2 separate regions of the Rattus norvegicus genome follow, and region 1 is linked to region 2. A link is a contact called in public Hi-C data. All regions are on one chromosome and are shown on one strand. The core of a region is the stretch at or near the end of the contact, and the rest is flanking DNA. Distances in the headings are between cores, read along the strand shown.

Region 1 (5,573 bases), core at 2,385-4,884, 620 kb before region 2:
GAGTCAGAGGTCGAAGCCAAAGGTGACTAGAATGATCTCATCTTACGAAGCACAACAGGTGTAAACCCTGGCACCTCTTGTTTGCGTCGGCAAACATTGCCTTTTGATGAAGCTGTGGGTGAAGGTCACTCCCCACATTCCTGAATTTGGGGGTACATGAAAAGAGTGGGTCCTAGGACCCAGCACCCTGCTATGTAGCTAGAGAGACTGTGCATGTTTATCAGGAGGTTCAGTCAAGTGGCCAAGTTCTAGGCTACATTTTCCCTAAAATACATCGGCTCCAGGCTGCTCTGGTCACTGCATGACAGGGAAGCGGGGCGAGTTGCTATCATCTGCAGAGATAGGGGGCTTACGGCCAGCGGAGTGGTGAAAGGACACTTAGTATTCCTTAAAGGCGTTCTTCAGGAGACCAACAAGTGCCTGGAAACAGATCCCCGGGAAGTCTCTGCCACTTAGCAATTGGAGCAGGGATTGTACGGTGTGGTCCTTGTAAACTCTGCAGTTCCAGAGTGCATACTGAGACCCTTTCTCCTCAAAGTTCCCTGATTACCGAGACTCTCTCATCAAAGCTTTACTCTTGAGACAGAGCTCCTCACATGTGGAAAACATGTGAGGAAGTGGCAGGCTAGCAAGTTGGAGAGACAGAACTCCATCGCTGGGCAGGAGGGGGGACCTCCAACTGCCTCTTCCTTGTCTTTCTGAGTAGCTCAGGACAAGTTATTTCGTTGTCAAAAGAGGGCTGGTTTCTGACAGTCACCTCTATATTTAGGCATTGATTGGAATGTTGTAGAATGTGACATAGGGAAAACAAGCTCTGATTTAAAAAACAATCTAGTAAGGTATTTATGTTCTTGCCATCTGGGAAACTTGTTATTAAACTTTTTATTATTTCTTTCAGCGTGGTGGCGGTATGCGTGCGTAGTGTGAAGGCCCATGCTTGAAGTTAGGCGGTGGCTTCACTCAGTTGCTCTCCACCTCATTTGGTGAGACGGTAACTCTGTCTAACCCTGGGGCTTACTTACTCTGTTAGAGGGGGTAAAAGCCCCCTCCCATCTTGGCTTTCACAGCACCTGGAGTACAATCGCCCACCTCACCTTTTACACACTGGGGTCCCCCTTCCAGGACAGCAAGCCCTTTATCAACTGATCCCTCTCATAGCCTCTAGAGAAATGTCAGTTTGACCCAGGGACTTAGGAGGGATGGTAAGAGGAGGATTTGAGGCTCCCATTCAGGGTTAGAATGAGAATAGCAGAACTAGCAAACTGTTCAGACAGTCCCAAGCCACACCTTCCTCCTTCCTTCACTTACAAGGGTAGAGATACAGGCATCATTCACAACAGAGGGACATAAAAGGTGCCTTTTAATTAAATTTAAGACCAAACCTACTTTTTTTCCGAGTAACGAAGACTCACATTTTGAGTTTGAGAGGCAGTTTTTCTTTGACCTTAAAATAAAAAGCTGGGCCAGACAGGTGGGTTTTGTGACTCCTGTTTAGCAGGTCTCCCTGGAGATGACAACTCGGAACTCCTTCACCCTAGGCTACAGGAAACCAAACACCTGCGCTGGGAAGAAACTACCTGCGGGCCACAGTGCAGAGCAGCATGACCAGGGAAAGGGGAGAGGCCGGGCAACTCCCGGCCAGCTGAAAGCCCACTTTTGTTTGACCTACATCCCAATCACCCTCTATCTCTCCTCGGGAGGGAGAGGCTGCACCGTGGAAGGTGTGGTTTTCCCCAAGGGACCGAAGTAGTCCTATGGCTACAGGAAGCCAGCCCTGGCCTCCAGGGCCCTGAGCTTGGGGGAGGAAGAACCGCCTCCTCCACCCGAGTCCGGTTAGTTGGCTCTGGAATGCAATGCTTTTTAAAGTGTCCGAGTGATAGGCACTTTCTAAGTATGTACAGCGATGGTCCGATAAGAAACCAGGCGTGAGGCTTTGCGGGTCAACGCCTACCAGCTCTACCGGTACAGCTAGCTGCTGCCCGGGCTGGGGCTGGGGACGCCCCCCTTTACAAACTTCCTTATAGAATCTGCTTCCTGCTGGGGCCCCTGTTTTTCAATTTCTACTTCTGGAATCAGAAAAAGAAAAATAAAAATCCCAACCATCACCCATCTCCCCGGGCCTCCACCTTCAGCTTCCACGACACCTAAGCCCAGGTGACCCTGATGGCCGAGGGAACTTGGCACACGAGCGTCCCCATCCCCACTGCCCCCAGCCCCGTCTCGCCTTGCTCGGTCCCACAATGCACCCTTGTACCGGGCTTGCAGCCAGGCCGGGGGATTTGGCGCAGGGATGGGGGGGGGCAATATTCCTCAGATATTTAAAACAGAGCTGAGAGAACAAAGCTGGCCTTGTGCGGCCAGTGGCAAGAGCCGGGAGCGGGGAGAAGCGGGGCTGCGCAGGGAGCATGGCTGGGGCGTGGGCACACGCGTGGCGCGGTCCCGCTCAGTTCCTGACTTGGTTCTCCCGAGTTTTCCCGGGCGCTCCTTGCAAGTGAGACTAGCTTTCATATGCTCACCACAACACGTTTAACTGAAGAAAGAAAGGTGAGAGAGAGAGAAGACACAGAGAGACATAGACACACAAAGACAGACACAGAGAGAGAGTGAAAGAGAGAGAACCATTTTCCATGTTTCTGTAGGAAGCACAGGTCATTAAAATAAAATGATAAACCAACTGGGAACTCAGGTTTTAGATGACCCAGACTAACAGGACACTTGGGTCAAAGCATTTGGAAAAAATGTCTTTGGTCATCTTTGATGCAAGAAGTGAAATCTTTTTGAGGGAACAGGCCATTTTCTCTTGTTTATGCTGGAGGACCACTCTTTTGGTTTCCTGTTTATTGTCACTTGAGATTTGGGAGCAATGATGGTTATTGTCAAGGTTCAGGCTTTTGTTTGGGGCTGTGGGCTAGCCAGTGTTTGTTTGTTTTTTAAAAGGCAAATAGAAGTAGTGTTTGCATGGTACAAAGATGAGATTGTGTCATGCACTAAGGAACTCTCGAGGGAGGCAGGGTAGCAAATAAATTTTGTTGTTATTGAAGAAGGTTGAAGAGCTCTCTTGAGTAGGACTAAACGTGACTTTGAAGGAGAAATATAATGTGCAAAGTTCTGCTTCGCCAGAACAAAGGTTGTCTCAATATGCAATGGAGAAACATGCAGAGGCTGGAGGAAGCCTACCTCGGTCTTAGGAATGAGATTCTATGCTTGACTTACCCAGACGAATGGGAAAGGTAGTCTCAAACAGATGATTCTGCAACCTTCCAAACAAGGCTCCGGGACCGAAGTCCACTGTGGTTAAATGGACAGCCCTTACAGGGCAAGTCTGGGGGAGTGGAAGGAATCAAAGGGTTACAATGCTGTGCTGAGCCCACCCTTCCCTGCCTGTGTACACACATGAGGAATTTATGGTTCTTCCCTTTCCCTTCATAGCTCAATTGCCCCCACTCCCTGTTTCTGAGCACAGAGGGGAGAGCCTTGTGTAAGCTAAGCGGCCACTCAGCCCAGCAAAGGGATTTTTATGTGAGATCATCTTGGCAAGAAGCTCTTTTACCATCCTTGACCTCCACATCTCCAGGGCAACTGCTGTGGGGACGTCACAGGCAGAAGATCATGACCCTTAGAGGCCACACTTCAGCAAGGACAGATAAACAGTTTTACTGCAATGGTCACGTAGCAGGCCCATTCTTAAGTGTGGGCTGGTTAGGATGATGTAAATGTTTTTTTCCGCTCTCTCCCACTTTCTGGCTCCAGAACCCTGGATCTAGGCATAGTCTAGGAGCATACCTTGGGGTATGAGATAAGGGAACAGTGGGGTGGGAAGCTGAGAGAAGCAACTTCTCTTAGACACAAGAACAAAGTCTCCCAGCCCATAGCCTGGTTTCTTTCTGTTTCTCTCTCGTTCTAACTCTTAGTCTGTCCCTCTCCCTTTTTACTTCCTTAGGTTATTTTGTCTTTCTATAAAGGCGGTTATTATAGTCTCCAAGACTTGCCACACTTCCTTCATTGAACCTGGGCATGCCACAGTAGAGACTAAAAGTCTATGATTATTAGGGAAATTCTAGACCTCCTACAGCTTGGATCCAGCCTGGACATGAGCGACAGGTCTTCCAGGCATCGGGCACATAGATCGTTACCATGACTCTAGCCTTAGCAGCCATTGAACTGCAATGGCTAATGCCCCCCTCAGAACTGGCTTGCCAGGCTGAGTCACTAGCCTAATCACTGTGGGCAGTAGCTGAGTCTAGGGCGGTCAGTGTGTTGCATGGTGTTGGATAACTGAACAGGAATGACATGGAGAGTGGAGAGTTAGGATCATCCAATGTCACCAGCACTCTGGAGAACTCTCATTTCTTAGCCTTCTGGCCCTTGTGTCCTCCCCTGTATCTCCCTTCTTTTTGGAACTGTGCCTTGGGCCCAGTCTCATGGAAAAACCTTACATGCTCAACTTGCTGCTCCATGCACACTGGTCTCAACGCACATCCAGGAGCGTGGAGTCTTCCTTTGCTTGCTTCCCTCCCTCCTCAGTGTCCCCCTCAGTGTGGGGATTCTCAACTCGAGTAGCATTCCCCGGTGTCCACCCAGGACTAATGTGATCCCAGGGCATGCTCAGAGTTTGGGAGGGGGAATGAAGGGACCAGTGGGCAGCTCAGGAAGGTTCTCTTGGTTCCCTTAGCAGTCGCTCTTTTGTGAGCCAGACTTGGCTGTAGAACTGGAAGGTGTGGTGAGGAGTGAAGGCAGACAAAGATCCCGTTCTGGGGCAGAGCACTTGGTGTCCGGCACATCTCTCACTACACAGGCAGAGCTTGGCAGACAGCAGTCGGGGAGGGACTGGGGCATCCCTTCCTTACATCATCCTCTGACTTCAGTAAAGACCTAGAATAGAGCTCCCTGTGCTGCGAAGTGAGGATGAGGGTGGGCACTACATGGACCCAGCTCTGTCACTACTGACTGTGTGACCCTGGGCATATCTCTGTATCTCTGCAGTTCTCTAGTTTCTTGTCTCTGGTCAGACAGCACTTTATTCTAGTTGGAGGGGACTTCCACAGGCTCAAACACTTAACCCACAAGCTGGCAACTGAAAGTACTTAGGAACCTCCCCATCCCCCCAGGCTTCTCATAAGACATAGGAGACTCCTGTCTGCCATATTCTGACATCACAATTTGAGCTTGTGTTAAGGAAACAGAAGAGACGATGGAGGAAGAGGAGGGAAGAGAATTTAAGTTAAGGGGCTCTCGGTTCTCAGGAAGCACTGCAGCCCTGCACCAATCCCACCTCGGCCTGCTGGCCTGCAGGCCTGCCAGTGACAGTCTTAGTGGCCTCAGGAGAGCTGTGATTGGGAGCCCAGCTTCCATCATTCCTCTCAGCTTCCCACAGGCACAGTTCTTTTACTTGAGGAAGACCGGGCAGATGGGAAGATGGCGTCACAAGGGAGACATGCTTCTGAGCGGAGGTAGAAGCCCACCCATGGGTTTTCATAGTCTTTGCCAATTACCCTCCACTGTGAAGCCATGTGCAAGGCGCAAACATTTCCCTCTGCACAGGAAAGCGCGAGCTAGAACCCCAGCTCCTTTCC
Region 2 (5,725 bases), core at 2,249-4,748:
CAGCTCCGAAAAAAAGAACCAAAAAAAAAAAGAAGAAGAAAAGTCTTGTTTTTCCCTTGGATAAAAGAGGTATACCAAAAAAAATTAATACAGTAATGCATTCAACGTAGATATGATTGTATCTTTCTCTTTGAATAACATGCAGCTCCTTGGCCTACTCTATAACTAGTGACTGAAACATCTATCTATCTATCTATCTATCTATCTATCTATCTATCTATCTATCTATCTGACCTTCTTTCCCTCATGAGTATACATGCATGTATATTGAGGCCATAGGTTAATCAGATGCTCCTCAGGTGATCCACTTTGGTTTTTAGGACAAAGGCCTCTCATTTGGCCCAGACCTGGTAAGTTTGACTAGGCTAGCTGGCCAGCAAAGCTCATGGACTTCCCTGTATCAGTCTCCCCATAGCTGAGATTATGATCACAAGTTACTACACCGACCTCCTCATGTGAGTGCAGCAGATTTCATTAATTAAGGTCCCCTTGACTACACAGCAAGCGCTTTACTGACCATCCTCCTGTGTTTTATTTTGTTTTTTTTTTTTAACCCACTCTCAAGGCATCAAGTTTCCAAATCTCTCTATTGAACAGTTAATAATTTCAAGGTCCCTTTTGGTAATACCCATGTTAGTTTTGATCCCTGTGGTATGCCTAGCATATAGCATGCCTCGCACATAGTGTGTACTCAAAACCTGTAACTTCAGTGCACAGATGAAACTCCTACAGCAGCTGCAGTTCAAGCTCTCTGTATGAGAATTTAGAGATTTATTGAGCATCTCTGAGACAATTTATCCAGAAATGGGGACAATGGTTCTCACAGTTATTACAAAGATTAAACAAGACCAACCACATAAAACACAGATTTTTTTATATATGCATATATATGAGCTGGAAAAATGACTCGGCCATTGAGAGCTCTGGCTGCTCTACAAGGGGACCCAGGATTTGATTCCCAGACCCACATTGTAACACCAGTTCCCAGGGATCTGGCACCTTCCTCCGGCCTCTACAGATACCAAGCTTGCACACAATGCATACACATACAAGCAGGCAAAACACCCATTCACATAATAAAATAAAAGTTAAAATTAAATTATCCTAAATGTGACCCATACTATTTGAATGTGTATTTAATGTGAAAATTTGAATTTAAAAAATATGACATTGTAATTGATGTTATTCAAACTAACTTTATAACCACATTTTTATTAGATAACAAAAAAGTTCAGAAAAAACTAGGAAGACATGGAAATATTAAAAAACAAAGAAAATTAGGGGAAACCCTCATATATAAGAAAATGTCTTAAAAGAAAATAACTCCTTTATATTCTTATGGCTTGAAGCACAAGAGATAATTTCCAAGTGACAAAAGTCACACAAATATACCAGCTAAGACTTTGATTTTTACTGAAGTTATACTCTAGATCTATACAAAACAAAAAACAAAAAACAAACAAAAACAAAACAAAACAAAACAAAGTTACTTCTTAGAGGCGCCAACATGGAGGTAGTCTTGGGGGGCTTATTAACACAGGGCTTACTATCCAATCTCTCCTTCCACCCACACCCGTACACTAATTTCCTCTAAAATAAGTCTAAAGCGCCATCTACTGTGTCTGCTCTATCACAGCTCTTTTGGCCAGAGAGCACTGCAGAAATGAAAACAGAATACTGAGCATGTAGAATACTGAGAATGCCACTTGAAAATCTTCTTCCAAAGAATGAAAGAAACCTGTCTTCCCCCAGCATATACATTTATATAATATTCTTAGGCTTTTCTTTTCACCTCCTTATTAAATAGGACTGAGGATTAAACACACACACACACACACACACACACACACACACACACACACACACACACATCAGAGACCAGAGAGCTCCTTTGTATGCTAAGGGAATAGCAGTAACAATCGCATCTTTGCTGCTGCTGCTGTTGATTTGCCTTTGCAGTGCCGAGGAATAAAATCCAAAAATCTATTTTATAGAAAATAATATAAGCTACTGAGACGTTATTAGATATTTTGGTTAAGTCACATAGCTAGTGAATGACCAGACATTCAGAGTAAACTTTCTAACCACAATAACAGTGTTTCTGTTACTCCAGCACCCTTCCACCTTCCCAGTGCCCTCGGTTAGGAGTCGGGGGTGGAGCTGACACCAACTTTCAGCAAGTATTCTCTTATGCTGAGAATGTACTCCCTGACGGCTCTAATTCAGTGTCGTTTTGTCTCTTTGTTTCAGTTTTTGCAATACTGAGATGGAACACTGACCTAGTACATGCTAGGCAAGAGCTCTACACTGACCTAGTTAGTACACGCTAGGCAAGAGCTCTACACTGACCTAGTTAGTACATGCTAGGCAAGAGCTCTACACTGACCTAGTACATGCTAGGCAAGAGCTCTACCACTGACCTAGTACATGCTAGGCAAGAGCTCTACACTGACCTAGTTAGTACATGCTAGGCAAGAGCTCTACACCGACCTAGTACATGCTAGGCAAGAGCTCTACACTGACCTAGTACATGCTAGGCAAGAGCTCTACACTGACCTAGTACATGCTAGGCAAGAGCTCTACCACTGAGCTACATCACCAGCCCTAGAATATGAGATCTTTGTTTTTAACAAGTGGCCTCCAATGAATCTGATAGAACTAGTCTGAGGCCTTGCATTTAGACCCATGGAGGTTGGGGGGAAGGGGAGGGTGTGTTGGGGAGGGTGGGTTGGCTTGGGCTATTTAGTCAGGATATTACTCACAAAAGAATTCCTCTACTTTTGGGTAAAGGTTCTCCTGATTTTTCAATTTGAAGTGTTTAAAGACCGAGAACTGTGAAAATACAAGGGTGTCACAAAATTAAAACATTTAAAGGACTTTATGGCTTTTGAAACAGGAACGTATACAATTGGTAAATGGAAAACTTTAATTTTTTTATAATAATCTCAGAAGAGTATGGAAGGAATGAAGTCTTCCTGTTCTGTATACAAGTCCTTTTCTGGCCCTCTAGATACCTGACTCTCTGTAGTGGTTTTCCAAAATTACTCCAGGGATTCCAACTCCAGGAGGTAGAGCCAGCCCCATCTTCTCCCTGCTTAGATAAAACAAAGGCACCACCACAGAGCCTGAAAGCTCTCCTCCCCCTCAGCCCTCTTGACTCCTGTTCCTGTGTTTCATTCAGTTGTTTACGACCACACAAATCCTTTCCTAATGTGAGGATACCTACAGCCTGCCAGCCCACAGTGCCTGTGACAGTGCTGTCTTATGTTTTCAACTCCCAGAACCTTTTTCGTTTCTAGGCACCAGTGTACTGAGACCCTCTAAGTAGTATACAATGTCCCGATTCTTCTAATAATGCTTGAAAAGGGAGAAGGGGAGTGTGAAAGAGGTGTGACGTGTGGAGCCAGGGTTAAGGCTCAGTGGTAATGTGTTCTTGGCTCGTACAATGCACTGGTTTCAGTCCCATGAATCAATAGCCTATCACAGGGTGGGTGTGTTAACAGGCCTTTGTAATGTACACAGCCCAATGAGTCACATTTGTGAGCTGTATCAGTGAAGAACTTATTCTACTACTGCTGTACAAACATCCTTGCAATATCTCATGGCATTTCCTTGAGAATTAGTCCTGGAGGCAATCGATTCCCTGTACTACTTTATATCTCGTTTACATTTTAAGTCTGTCACTGAGATTCTAAAAGACAGCCGGCTATTTAAAAATGAAGAATAATCTACAAACCACAGGAAATACTTAAAAGGTTATAGGAAGGGCTAGACCTGCCCATCAAAAAAGCAAGCATGTGTAGAAAGTAAGCACACAATATCCCATGGTTGTTTTGAAGGGAAATAACACCCACTCCTATATACTACGACTGACCTGAGTGTCCAAAAGACACTCAAATGCCATATTTTTACATCACTGTTGCTTCTAACCAGAATGTTCTTTGTCCCAGTCTTCACATTCTGGAGAGAGCAGTTCCCTCAAGAGGGCAAGGCTCTGCAACTTCATTGGTGTACCCTGGCTGCTCCACAAAAACCATCACTTCGAGTTCAGCATGTCTGCCCCAAATTGCCCAATCCTTCCACTATTTCTAATACTACAAAGCAGCTTCCCAGAAACCTCATGTTAGGATCAAGCAAAACAATTTGGTGTCATCAGCAGATTTCACCATTTCCTCTTAGACTCATTAACACGCCAAACAAACATGATTCTGGTGTCAACTCTCGGAGTTACTACCATGACTACCATGAATCTTTCTCTTCAAATGAAGCCAGACCGTTCTCTGCTACTTAGTGATTCCCATCATAGAACTAGAATGTGTTTATTTACTAGCGGTTAAATTCTGATGGCTATTTTCTAACTGAAGGTTGCAAAATGCATTACAAAAGTAAGGGGGTGGGGGGAGTGTCCCAAAGGAAAGGCCCAAAAGGCAGCAAAAAGAAACAGCTCCCAGCTGAGCAATTTACCCAATCACTCAAACATCCCCAGACTCTTCTGGTTCTCAAACTACAACACAATTTTGACCTTTCCTCTCCAATTATTTATTTCTTTATAGTTATATGAGAGACCACTATTAAACACACTTGAAAATTCTGCAGGAATGATAACCAGTAGATTCAGTTACTTTATTAGATTTTCTTCCCTTTAGTGCATTGAAAGAAAAAAGGCAAACAGCCCTTCTATAGAAAGTAAAGATCCAAACAGTTTTACACCCAAATGATGGACAGCACAGAAAACAACACTTGCCCGCCCTCTTTCACTCAAGGGCAAGTCCACTTGAAGCTTTATCCTGCCTCCCCAGCTTATATCTGCCATTACATTATAGGAGAAATGTGAAAATTAAAGAAAACCAGGCTGACAAGGAAGCAACACTGTCCTTATGCAATCTTCCTCAGAGCAGCAACATTCTAAATGCCTCTCTCACCTGCCCCATTCTAGCAGACCCCCATCCAAAAGGTGGCACTGTACCACATCACATTCACCCTGTTTTAAATGACAACTTCTTGTGTGAGATCATAAGGTTAGCAGACACAATGGACACCACCATCACTGACATCGCCCTCAACCCTCACCCACAGCCCGAGATGGTCTAGGGATCATTATAGTTCTGGATGCATGGACTGAGGGAGGAGCAGAAGAACAATGGCGAGAAACTAAAAGATCTCATAAAGTGCAGTGGATTAGCAGGCAGAGCAGCACTGAGCAGTGCTCCCTTTGCCTATCTTGCCCCACACAAAATCAAGTCAAATTATTCCCCTTAAAGAGCCAAATTTGTCAAAGACTTTTAGACTTCATGTCTAGCAGCACATGAAGTGAACGGGAGGGTGTCAGGTAATTTATAGTCCACCAATCTGCTCAGGCCACCAGTGAACCACACAGCTGAAAAAGTTCACCACATCCAAAGTCAAACTCTGCTGGGATCAGAAGAATACTCATCAAGGGGCTGCACTCGGACCTCATTATGACTCCATGTTATTTTAATACTGTTCCTTGGATTTTGCCCCACACACAATTCCCAAGTCACAGAAAGACCATGAACAGTGTCCAGATGTATAAAATGCAAAAATACTTTCCTCCTACTTGTGGACTCCAAGATAAACACCACAAGAAGCACGTGTGTCTAAACTTGGAGCTCGTTCCAAATTAAATACTGCATCATGTGCACAGTGTATGGCTTAAAAAACAAAACCCCACGAATATCCTACACGGTTCATGAGCCAGGCTCGG

Evidence for each region. A called contact is a pair of places that touch in the nucleus more often than the background predicts.
Region 1: a Hi-C map of liver shows a contact between it and region 2, with 7 times the contacts expected there. The contact joins two enhancer-like sites. A contact is called at or near these places in 4 of 12 Hi-C or Micro-C datasets (the A7r5 cell line, kidney and liver) and 1 of 1 datasets of contacts at active chromatin or transcription factors (oligodendrocytes).

What each region holds. Positions count from the first base shown.
Region 1 is chr6:104,521,197-104,526,769 of GRCr8, reverse strand. No RefSeq gene overlaps it. Among named protein-coding and RNA genes, the nearest start is that of Rpl36l6, 26 kb to the left of the region's middle. Within about 2 kb of position 3,634, at least 28 of the 93 cell types and tissues checked have an H3K27ac peak or open chromatin away from gene starts, as enhancers often do. A contact at or near this core is called in liver, where this site is marked.
Region 2 is chr6:103,896,959-103,902,683 of GRCr8, reverse strand. The region is part of intron 7 of Rad51b (RAD51 paralog B); the gene reads right to left. Among named protein-coding and RNA genes, the nearest start is that of Rad51b, 70 kb to the right of the region's middle. Within about 2 kb of position 3,498, at least 9 of the 93 cell types and tissues checked have an H3K27ac peak or open chromatin away from gene starts, as enhancers often do. A contact at or near this core is called in liver, where this site is marked.